Regions from separate parts of the Pan troglodytes genome. Here region 2 is linked to region 1. The links are chromatin contacts, called in public capture Hi-C maps. All regions are on one chromosome and are shown on one strand. Each heading gives the region's core, a stretch centred on a gene start, on an enhancer-like site or on the middle of the called end of the contact. The rest is flanking DNA. Distances are from core to core; before and after follow the strand shown.

What was found. Capture Hi-C pulls out chosen DNA fragments and counts their contacts.
Region 2: a capture Hi-C map of stem cell-derived neural stem cells shows a contact between it and region 1, with 2.1 times the contacts expected there. The contact joins two enhancer-like sites. A contact is called at or near these places in 5 of 7 Hi-C or Micro-C datasets (blood, induced pluripotent stem cells, a lymphoblastoid cell line and 1 more), 1 of 1 datasets of contacts at active chromatin or transcription factors (stem cell-derived excitatory neurons) and 1 of 1 other capture datasets (stem cell-derived neural stem cells).

What each region holds. Positions count from the first base shown.
Region 1 is chr1:202,796,484-202,801,678 of NHGRI_mPanTro3-v2.0_pri, reverse strand. No RefSeq gene overlaps it. Among named protein-coding and RNA genes, the nearest start is that of PTAFR, 21 kb to the left of the region's middle. Within about 2 kb of position 3,713, at least 3 of the 24 cell types and tissues checked have an H3K27ac peak or open chromatin away from gene starts, as enhancers often do. A contact at or near this core is called in induced pluripotent stem cells and stem cell-derived neural stem cells, where this site is marked.
Region 2 is chr1:202,889,917-202,895,155 of NHGRI_mPanTro3-v2.0_pri, reverse strand. No RefSeq gene overlaps it. Among named protein-coding and RNA genes, the nearest start is that of EYA3, 14 kb to the left of the region's middle. Within about 2 kb of position 3,660, at least 13 of the 24 cell types and tissues checked have an H3K27ac peak or open chromatin away from gene starts, as enhancers often do. A contact at or near this core is called in induced pluripotent stem cells and stem cell-derived neural stem cells, where this site is marked.

The DNA of each region.
Region 1 (5,195 bases), core at 2,464-4,963:
GCTGGGAGTGCTAGCTTCTCCTGTCATGCTCTTTAGTGCGGCTGGGACCCCCGGCTCAGCTCTGCCCTTCTTGCTCCACTGTGTGGCCTGGCTGCCAGTGCATGAGCTCGGGAGGGTGAGAAGTGGGGATGGGATTACTGACCGACTGACTGAACAGTAGGGCGGGTGCATCTAGGGGAAGGGGAGTTCTGTGATATGTACAGATGGTTGCATTGCTCTGTGTGTGTGTGTGTGTGTGTGTGTGTGTGTGTGTGTAGGGAAGATATTTGTGAGACCTTGTGGAGTAGGTTTGTTTGCAGTGAGTGGGTGGAGGGTCTTCCGGGTTGGGGTGTGGATCTGTCAGTGCAGTTGTGCATGTTGTGTGTCTGTAAGGATGTTTTCCCTTGGGTTAGGATCTGCATCACGTGAGGCAATATTGTCCGTTGGTGCCTGTTCGTGTATGTGTATAGGGAGGGTCATGGGTTGTATCTGTGGATGATGAGGGTCTGTTGTGTGTTGTGAAGGGGTTCTGTGGGTGACGAGGATGTGTTTTGTGTGGTGTGTGAGGAATGCTGCGTCTGTTGGTGAGTGTGTGTGAATGGCCCTGAGGGGTGAGAGGATTGTGCTGTGTCTGTGGGCAACAAAGACGGGCCATGTGTCCTTGAGGGGGTGCCAACAGGAGGGAAATCAGACATCACCTAGCTTTGTGGACCCTTCCAGAATCTGAGCAGCCTTGGGGATTCTGCAGGACAGCTAGACAAAGTGGCCGAAACTTAGCCCTTCCCTCAGGCCACCAGCCTCTTACCTGAGAAACAGCAGGGACAATGGTCCAGGCAGTGACAAAGAGGCTGAGGCAGATGGGGGTCCCCTGAGAGCATGTTTCCTGGACGGCTTCTCGGAGAGGTCCTGGATGACTTCTCGGGGAGCTCAGGAAGCAGGTAATGAGTGCACAGGAGGCAGAGGACGGGCCCAGGCACAGGTGTGTGACTTACTCTGCTCTACCCTCCAACGAGCAGCAGCAGGATGAAGGATTAGGAAAGGCCTGCCCCCGGGCTCTGCTGGGTGGGCAGGGCAGCTGAGGCCAGGAAGCCAGCTCCTGGGGCGGGGCCCCAACACCAAGGTCACCGGGAATACCCACATCCAGCCAGGCACACCAGCTCATCCCACAATACTGGGCTGGGCCCCTCTGATGCTGCGCCCCTCTGGGAGGAAGGGCTGGGCTTGGGCTGGCAGGGGAGAGAGGAACTGGGTCCTTTGACTGAGGGGGAGATGAGCCCTGACCTAGAGAAGGTTTTAGCCCTGTCCTCAGGAGCCCCCAGCCTGGGGGGAGATGGGGACACAGCCCTGTCCTCAGGAGCCCCAAGCCTGGGGGAGATGGGGACACAGCCCTGTCCTCAGGAGCCCCCAGCCTGGGGGAGATGGGGACACAGCCCTGTCCTCAGGAGCCCCAAGCCTGGGGGAGATGGGGACACAGCCCTGTCCTCAGGAGCCCCCAGCCTGGGGGAGATGGGGACACAGCCCTGTCCTCAGGAGTCCCAAGCCTGGGGGAGATGGGGACACAGCCCTGTCCTCGGGAGCCCGGGCTTCAATTCAATGGGTACAGCCCCAAATCCAGTGAGCCCCAAGTTGATGAAAAAGACCCAAAGCTGCTTTCAGAAGGCACCCTGTCTGAGGGGACACACAGCCAGTTTGCCCACAGGAGGCCAGTACAATGGGTGTGACAAAGCCCTGCCCACAGGTGCCCTCAACAGAAGGGGAGACAGACCTGCCTTCAGAAATGCCCAGCCTCTGGGAAAGAGAAGTTTCTGCCTTCTGAAGCCATATCTGGCTGAGAGGGAGACAAAGCCATCCCTGTCCCCATAGCCATCAGGCTGAGGGAGAAGACAAACCCTTGCACCTCAGAGTTCTGGCAAAAGCCTAGGACTGCACTCAGTGCTCCAGCTTTGCACATTCTGCACTGAAAGTTACTCTATTTCTATTAATACCTCTCCCCACCGCCCCCTACCACAACCAAAATATTGGGCTTAGCAGGGAGCAGAGGTGTCAGGCCACAGAGGAAAGCAAACTGGGCCATGGCATAGGTGAACATTCTCAAATGCCAGCTCTAAGAATCTGCCAGATGAGGGCTTAACCGCCGCCTCTGGTCCTCAGCTTGAGCCCTGCAGTGAATGTTTTCTGAGCCTATTTCCTGAGTCTGTAAGAGCCACACATACTCCCTACCTCACACTTAGCATGATGACTGGCACGTACCAGGAATTCAGTAAATGAAAATCACTTTATTTACCCAAGCTCCTGTCGAGTGTCCCAGGCTTAGGGGTCAACTCCTTTCCCCACATCAGACTCAGTTGGAGAACTTGTTAAAAATAAAAGTTTAGCCGGGCGGGGTGGCTCACGCCTGTAATCCTAGCACTTTGGGAGGCTGAGGTGAGTGGATCACCCAAGGTCAGGAGTTCAAGACCAGCCTGGTCAACATGGTGAAACCCCGTCTGTACTAAAAATACAAAAATTAGCCAGGCATGGTGGTGGGCGCCTGTAATCCCAGCTACTCGGGAGGCTGAGGCAGGAGAATCGCTTGAACCCAGGAGGTCGAGGTTGCAGTGAGCTGAGATTGCACCATTGCACCCCAGCCTGGTTGACAAGAGTGAGACTCCATCTCAAAAAAATAAAAAATAAAATAAATTAATTAAATAAAGGCTTAGGCCAGGCGTAGTGGTGTATGTCTGTAATCTCATCACTGTGGGAGGCTGCCGTAGAGGATCACTTGAGACCAGGAGTTCGAGACCAGCCTGGGCAACAAATCCAGACCCCATCTCTACCAAGAAAAAAAAAAATAGCTAAGTATGGTGGTTTGCACCTGCAGTCCCAGCTATTTGGGAGACTGAGGTAGGAGGATCGTTCAAGCCCAGGAGATTGAGGCTGCAGTGAGCCATGATCGCAACTGCACTCCAGCCTGGGTGACAGAGCAAGACCCCATTTCAAAAAAAAAAAGATTCTGATATAGCAGTGCTGGTGATGGGGCCAGGAAGAGTGAAATTTTAACAAGCACCCAGGCGATTCCAAGGTAGCAGCCCATGGAGCAATACAGGCTTGGAAGGACTCCAGAGGAAGCCAAGGAGAGGAGGGTTCAATCCTTCAGAGGCTGTTTCTAGCTATGCTTGCCTATCTCCCACCAGAGGAATGGCAGCCCCACTAAGCCACAGGTATGTGGTTAGGATAATGGCATCACTGACAGAACCCTAAGCTCCACCCACCCCCCACCTCTTGGAGGACTGGCTGTCCCTGCCTGATGGCTCCATCCCTGGCTGGGTTAAGTTGGGAGCTTGTTAAAGATCCAGCTGTCTGTCTCCCCACCACACACACACATACCCCACCCTGAATCAGAATCTTCAGGGAGATCAGAAAATGTCCTTGTAGGCCAGGTGCGGTGGCTTATGCCTATAATCCTAGCACTGTAGGAGGTTGAGGTGGGAGGACTGCTTGAGCTCCAGAGTTCGAGACCAGCCTGAGCAACATAGTGAGGCAGGATAGTTTGAGCCCGGGAGGTTGAGGCAGCAGTGAGCCATGATCATCGTGCCACCACACTGCAGCCTGGGCAACAAAGACCCTGTCTCAAAAAAAAAAAAAAAAAAGAAATGTCTTTTTAACAAGCTTCCCAGGTGTCCTCAATCCTCAGCTCTTTCATCCCTTTATTTAAGCAGGGAACAACCAGCAGGAGTGGGGCAGGGAGGAACGGCCACTGTGCACCCCACTGTGCTGGGCACCTGGCTTCCCTGACCTCCTCAGTCCTCAGGATACCACACACAGTAGAGTCAGGATTCAAACTCCAGTCTGTCTGATGCCAAATGCAGGCATATTGTCTCCATTTGGAAGGTTTGCCTCCATTTGTTTTATAATGAACAGAATCTCACTGATTTGCAAAACACGAATGGAGACGGTGTTTTTACCCTCATTTTACCAGAGGAGGCAGCTAAAGTCCAGAGAGGGGAAATGATTTGCCAGAGACACAATGCTAATGAGTGGTAGAGCAGAAAACTCAAGGAGGTGGGTGACTTCACGCCCTTTTGCACTCATTCCACAGGGCCCTTGTCGAGCTCCGAGCCCCCAGTTCTAATGGTGAGAAGCACTGATAACCTCCAGCAAGAGGCAGATGATCCAGATGTGCTAGGTTGAGGTTGGGGAGAGGGAGAAGGAAATCTAGAGGGGCAAATCCTGTTTCCTTGAGTTCCACCCTTAGAGCAGGCCCAGACCCATCCACAACCTCCCACACATTTCTTCCTACTTCCACTGGGGCCCCAGGGAAGCGGGAGGGGCCAGAAAGTGAAGCTGGCTGTGGCTGCTCCAGGAAGCAGCTGAGAAGCCACAGCCATAGGGTGCGGGCGTTCAGGTGACTGGAATGCCGAAGGCAACAACAGCTGATGCTTTCTTTCAGTGGTTACAATTTTTTTTTTTTTTTTTTTTTGAGACAGAGTCTCGCTCTGTCACCCAGGCTGGAGTGCAGTGGCACAAGATCTTGGCTCACTGCCTGCAACCTCCACCTCCCGGGTTCGTGATTCTCCTGCCTCAGCTTCCCAAGTAGCTGGGACACAGGCACGTACCACCATGCCTGCACCACCGTGCCCAGCTAATTTTTTATTTTTAGTAGAGACGGGGTTTCACTATGTTGGCCGGGGTGGTCTCAAACTCCTGACCTCTAGTGATCTGCCTGCATCGGCCTCTCAAAGTGCTCGGATTACAGGCATGAACCACCACGCCCAGCCTACACTTCATTTTAAAGGTGCAGTTCCCACTTTACATACCAGGATGCTGAGGCTCAGAGTTGATGTTACTGGCCCATATGCCGGGTTTCTACCCATACCTGGCTGGCTCCTTCCACCTCACCTCTGCCCACAAAGGTCATCTTGCCAGCAGTTGGCTCCACAGCTGGGGAGCCTATCTGCTCCACTATTTACAGAAAACAAGAAAAGTGGCTCATCCAGCCTTTCATTTTCTTCTGGGCCCTGGCACTCCTCCAGCAAGCCTTCCCTACCCAGAGAGCTCCCCTTAACCTATTCATGGATGAAGGGGTGGGAGAGGATGGCACTGCCATAGCCACAGCCCCACCCTGGAGGCCAGTCTTGACTGTACTGCCTCAAGTCAATGCCCAGCATACACTCCTCTCCCCAGCCACGTCATCACAGAGATTGCTCCAAGCAGGGTTATGAGAATGGGCTGGGACC
Region 2 (5,239 bases), core at 2,411-4,910, 94 kb before region 1:
TGGGCGACAAGAGCGAAACTCCATCTCAACAATAACTACAACAAAAAATCTATACTATGAAGCTTTCATGAGTATAGAGATGTAGAAAAAAATTATAATAAACCTCAAAGTCCTGATCTTTATCAAGAAACTTGACATGCTATTCACCTAAGTGCTTTAGAGAATGCCAAGCACTAAATTATCCAGCCTGCTTTGTTTAGAAAGACAAGGCCGAGGGTAAGGCCGGGCACGGTGGCTCATGCCTGTAATCCCAGCACTTTGCGAGGCCGAGGCAGGCAGATCACGAGGTCAGGAGATCAAGACCATCCTGGCTAACACGGTGAAACCCCGTCTCTACTAAAAATACAAAAAATTAGCCGGGTGTGGTGGCAGGCGCCTGTAGTCCCAGCTACTCGGGAGGCCGAGGCAGGAGAGTGGCATGAACCTAGGAGGTGGAGCTTGCAGTGAGCCGAGATCGCACCACTGGACTCCAGTCTGGGCAACAGAGCAAGACTCCTTCTCAAAAAAAAATAAAAAGACAAGGCCGAGGGTTAGTGAATTTCTACATAAGAGTTACCATAAAATTTAAGATACATCTAAAAGAATTCTGAACTATGTCATCGTAAAAATAGACTAAGTCTTTTAATTAAAAAGACAAAGAGCTTTTCTATACTATTGAAATGCTTGTTTTAATAATCCCAGCGAGTATTTACTTGTAATCCTGAGGCTATTAATTTTTATTATAGGAAACTACATTTTTAAAAGAATGTTTGGTATAGGAAATGGTGGTTATTCATTCAAAGCTATAAACTATGTTTGTTTTGGAAGGTTAATTTTACTCCAACTTGGTGATAAATTAACCCACTCACTATGAGCTCACTAATCTAAATCTAATTAACTTGGCCAGCATAAAAGTCTAGACAGATTTTCTTAAATTTGGGAATACATCTAAATGCATTCCTTCATGTTAAAAAAAAAGTTTAAAAAGTTATAAGAAAATAAATATAAGACTCAAATAAATTAACTTTAAAGAGCAATGCAGGCCGGGTGCAGTGGCTCACACCTGTAATCCCAGCACTTCGGGAGGCCAAGGCAGGTGGATCACTTGAGGTCAGGCATTCAAGACTAGCCTGGCCAACACGGTGAAACCCCGTCTCTACTAAAATACAAAAATTAGCTGGGCGTGGTGGCGCATGCCTGTAGTCCCAGCTACTTGGGAGGCTGAGGCAGGAGAATGGCTTGAACCTGGGAGGTGGAGGTTGCAGTGAGCCAAGATCACACCATTGAGCTCCAGCCTGGGCAGCAGATTGAGACTCTGTCTCAAAAAAAAAAAAAAAAAAAAGCAATGCGGAGAATGAAAGTCTGATACATGCTACAACACGGCTGAAACTTGAAAACATTCATTATGCTAAATGAAATAAGCCAAATACAAAGGGACATATATGATTCCACTTACACGAGGTACCTAAAATAGGCAAATTCATAGATACAGATGGTAGAAAAAAGGTTCCCAGAAGCTAGAGGTAGGGAGTAATGGAGGGTTATTGTTTAGTGGTACAGAGTTTTAGTTCGTGATGATAAAAAAAAGTTCCAGAAATTGGCAGGGCGTGGTGGCTCACATCTGTAATCCCAACATTTTGGGAGGCCGAGGCAGACAGATCACGAAGTCAAGAGACTGAGACCATCCTAGCCAATATGATGAAACCCTGTCTCTACTAAAAACACAAAAATTAGCTGTGTAGTGGCGCGTGCCTGCAGTCCCAGCTACTCAGGAGGCTGAGGCAGGAGAATCGCTTGAACCTGGGAGGTGGAGGTTGCAGTGAGCCGAGATCACACCACTGCACTCCAGCCTGGCGACAGAGCAAGACTCCATCTCAAAAAAAAAAAAAAAGTTCCAGAAATTGATAGTGGTGATGGTTGTACAACATTGTAAATGTACTTAATGCCACTGATTTGTACACTTTAAAATAGTTAAAACTGTAATCTTATGCATATTTTACCACAATAAAAAATACTATACCAAAAAAATGTAAAAATTTTTTACATGACAGCTAGCCTAAACTCTTCAAAATGTCAATATCATGAAAAATCCACAAATGGAGGGGATTTAGACTAAAAGAGAGTAAAGAGACCCAATAACAAATTGCAATGAGTGAACTTCGATACAATCTCGATTTGGGAAAAAGTCTACAAAATACATTCTTAGGCCGGGTATGATGGTTCACGCCTGTAATCCCAGCACTTTGGGAGGCTGAGGCGGGTGGATAACAAGGTCAGGAGTTCGAGACCAGCCTGACCAACATGGTGAAACCCTATCTCTACTAAAAATACAAAAATTAGCCAGGCGTGGTGGCGCATGCCTGTAATCCCAGCTACTCAGGCAGCTGAGGCAGGAGAATCGCTTAAACCCAGGAGGCAGAGGTTGCAGTGAGCCAAGATTGCGCCACTGCACTCTAGCCTGGGCGACAGAGCGAGACTCTGTCTCAAAAAAAAAAAATTCTTTTATCAATTGAGGAAATTTGAAAATGAACTAGCAATTAGAAGATATTATGAGGCAGGGTATGGTGGCTCACCCCTCTAATCCCAGTATTTTTGGAGGCCAAGGCTGGAGGATTGCTTGAGCCTAGGAGTTCGAGACCAGCCTGGGCAACATAGCGAAACCCTGTCTCTACAAATAATACAAAAGAAAAAAATTAGCTAGACATGGTGGCACCTGTGGTCCCAGCTACTCAGGAGGCTGAGGCAGGAGGACCACCTGAACCTAGGAGGTTGAGGCTGCAGTGAGTCGTGATTGCACCACTGCACTTCCAGCCTGGGCGACAGAGTGAGACCCTGTTTCAAAACAAAACAAACAAACAAACAAAACTTTCTGCTACCTAGATCCCTGGAGCTACCCTGTGTGCTTTTTCTGAGGCTTGACATTCAGCTTTCCTTCGGTAAGCTATCCCATATCTTTCCAATAAAATATTTTTGTTGTTGTTGTTATTAAGACCAGAATTGGTCACTGATGTTTTCAATCAATGAACCATGGCTGATCCAATGTCTTATCTATAAAAGACATAGAAAATCGGCATAGTGAAAATTCCTAGCATAAAAAAATCTATTGCTTTTATGTAACAGTTTAATATTCTCCAGGCAAGAGACAAATTACAACTTTGTGAAATAGGCTGTGAACTACAAAACTAATAAAAATCATTCAGAGGTGAAAAGAATGAAAGGTGAGAGAGGCATTACATGTACTCTGCCTCTGGAATACAATTCCACTTCCCTACCAAAGAAGGCAATGGGAGGAGAAGGAAGCGGAAAGTAGAAAAAGCTTCTCTGGCTCCCCTGAATAGGAATCTGGCAATAATCTGGCTGCTATTTGCTAGCATGCAGCATTCGAGGCACTGTGTTAGTCCTTCATATGCAGCGCCTCACTGACTTCTCCCAAGGGCACAATTATTATCTATCATTTGGCTATATATATTCTGATTCTCTCCACTTTACAGAAAACTGGGGCTCAAGGTTGTTAAATCTTAAGTCGAAGTCCCAGAGGTGGGAAGGGCAGGATCCAAACACAAGTGTGTGACTCCAGCGCTGGGGTAGGAGCACCTTGAAGGTGAAGGAGCCCAGCGAGCTGCAGCTTCCTAGTCCAGCCTCACGTCATCATCCCTGAGACCTAAGCTCCTCCCACTCAGATTCCTGAGCCAATCCGGAGAGAGGCCAATGGATATTGATAGACTCTGCATCTCTCCACCCTCTCTGAACCCAAGAGCTTTGTTTGCAAACTTGGTACAAAGCACTCAACTGCTAGCTTCCGAAGTTCCCATGAGTCACCTCTGCTGCCTGCAAGATCTGGGTCTGGATGAGCCCTAGCCACCCCTATGCCCCACCCTCCCAAGTTATGGCACTTTGTAAGCCCTGCTTCTCTATGTTTGTGTCATTTACCAGGGCTAGATTTCTCCCACTCCCATTCTCCGAGACTTAGTAAAGCCTAGTGGTTACATTTAGTAGCGTTACACAACAACCCTACTAAAAATGCATGGTTATCATTTGTATTTTTAGGTTGAGGAGCCTGAAGATGAAGACTCTTACACACAGAAGCACAGACTTTGGTCTGCTTCACCACTGCTTCTGTGTATAAGATTTAGTTGGGGTTGCTGTGAGGATAAAATGCACTAACCTATATAACGTGTGTGTGTGTGTGTGTGCGTGTGTGTGTGTGTGTGTGTGTGTATTACAGTGCCTGGCACCTCGTAAGCACTCAGTAAACAATAGTTGCTATTCTCATTACTTTCATTGTTCATTGTTATCCCCACACTATAGTCTGTCCAGCCTAACTTTCATCCCCATCTTCTGGTTTGGGGCCTAGATCTCCTGCCTTTTCTTGTCAATAAATATTTTTTTTCTCTCTAGAAGTGAATCCCAACTCTGGGAGGACTCCCAGGTCACTGATGAGTCTTCTTCTATTATACAGATCTCCCAGAATCAGGAGTTTGGCCTGCCTGACTTTTTCATTTATTAAACTTATTTCCAAGTGGATTTTTGTTGTGATGCTCACCAATTTTCATTTAGGACTTGAATGTAGGTAGTAGTCCCTGGGAGAATCAATAAAGGATGGGGGTACATGGGCTGGGGTTAGAGGCTGGACTCTTAAGTTAGCTGGGCCTGACCTGGCCCTTGCTGGCTGTGCTTCAGTTTCCTCAGCTACAAAATGGGGAGTTTTGGTCAGGTGCGGTGGCTCACGCCTGTAATCCCAACACTTTGGGAGGCCAAGGCAGGCACATCACTTGAGGTCAGGAATTCGAGACCAGCCTGACCAACATGGTGAAGCCTTCCATCTCTACAAAAAATAATAAAAAAAAAAATTAGCCAGGCATGGTGGCTCATACCTGTAATCCCAGCTATTCGGGAGGCTGAGGCAAGAGAATCAATTGAACCCGGGAGGCAGAGATTGCAGTGAGCCGAGATCATGCCAGTGCACTCCAGCCTGGGCAACAGACCAAGACTCTGTCTCAAAAATAAATAAATAAAATAAAATAAAATGAGGAGTCTCTCTCTTTCAGGGATGTAGCAAGGATTCCATGATACAGTGTCTGGAAAGCCCATGTGCCTGGCACAGTGTAGGTATGAATGATGTCAGTTTCCTTCCCTCTTGGGCCCATCAGCAGCTTGAAATACTGCCAAAAGCATCTTAAAAGAGAGGTCCCATCTCTAAGGAAGTGGAAGGGTACCCTCTCTCCTGTTGCTCCCTCTCCTGTTGCCCCTTCTACTTTCT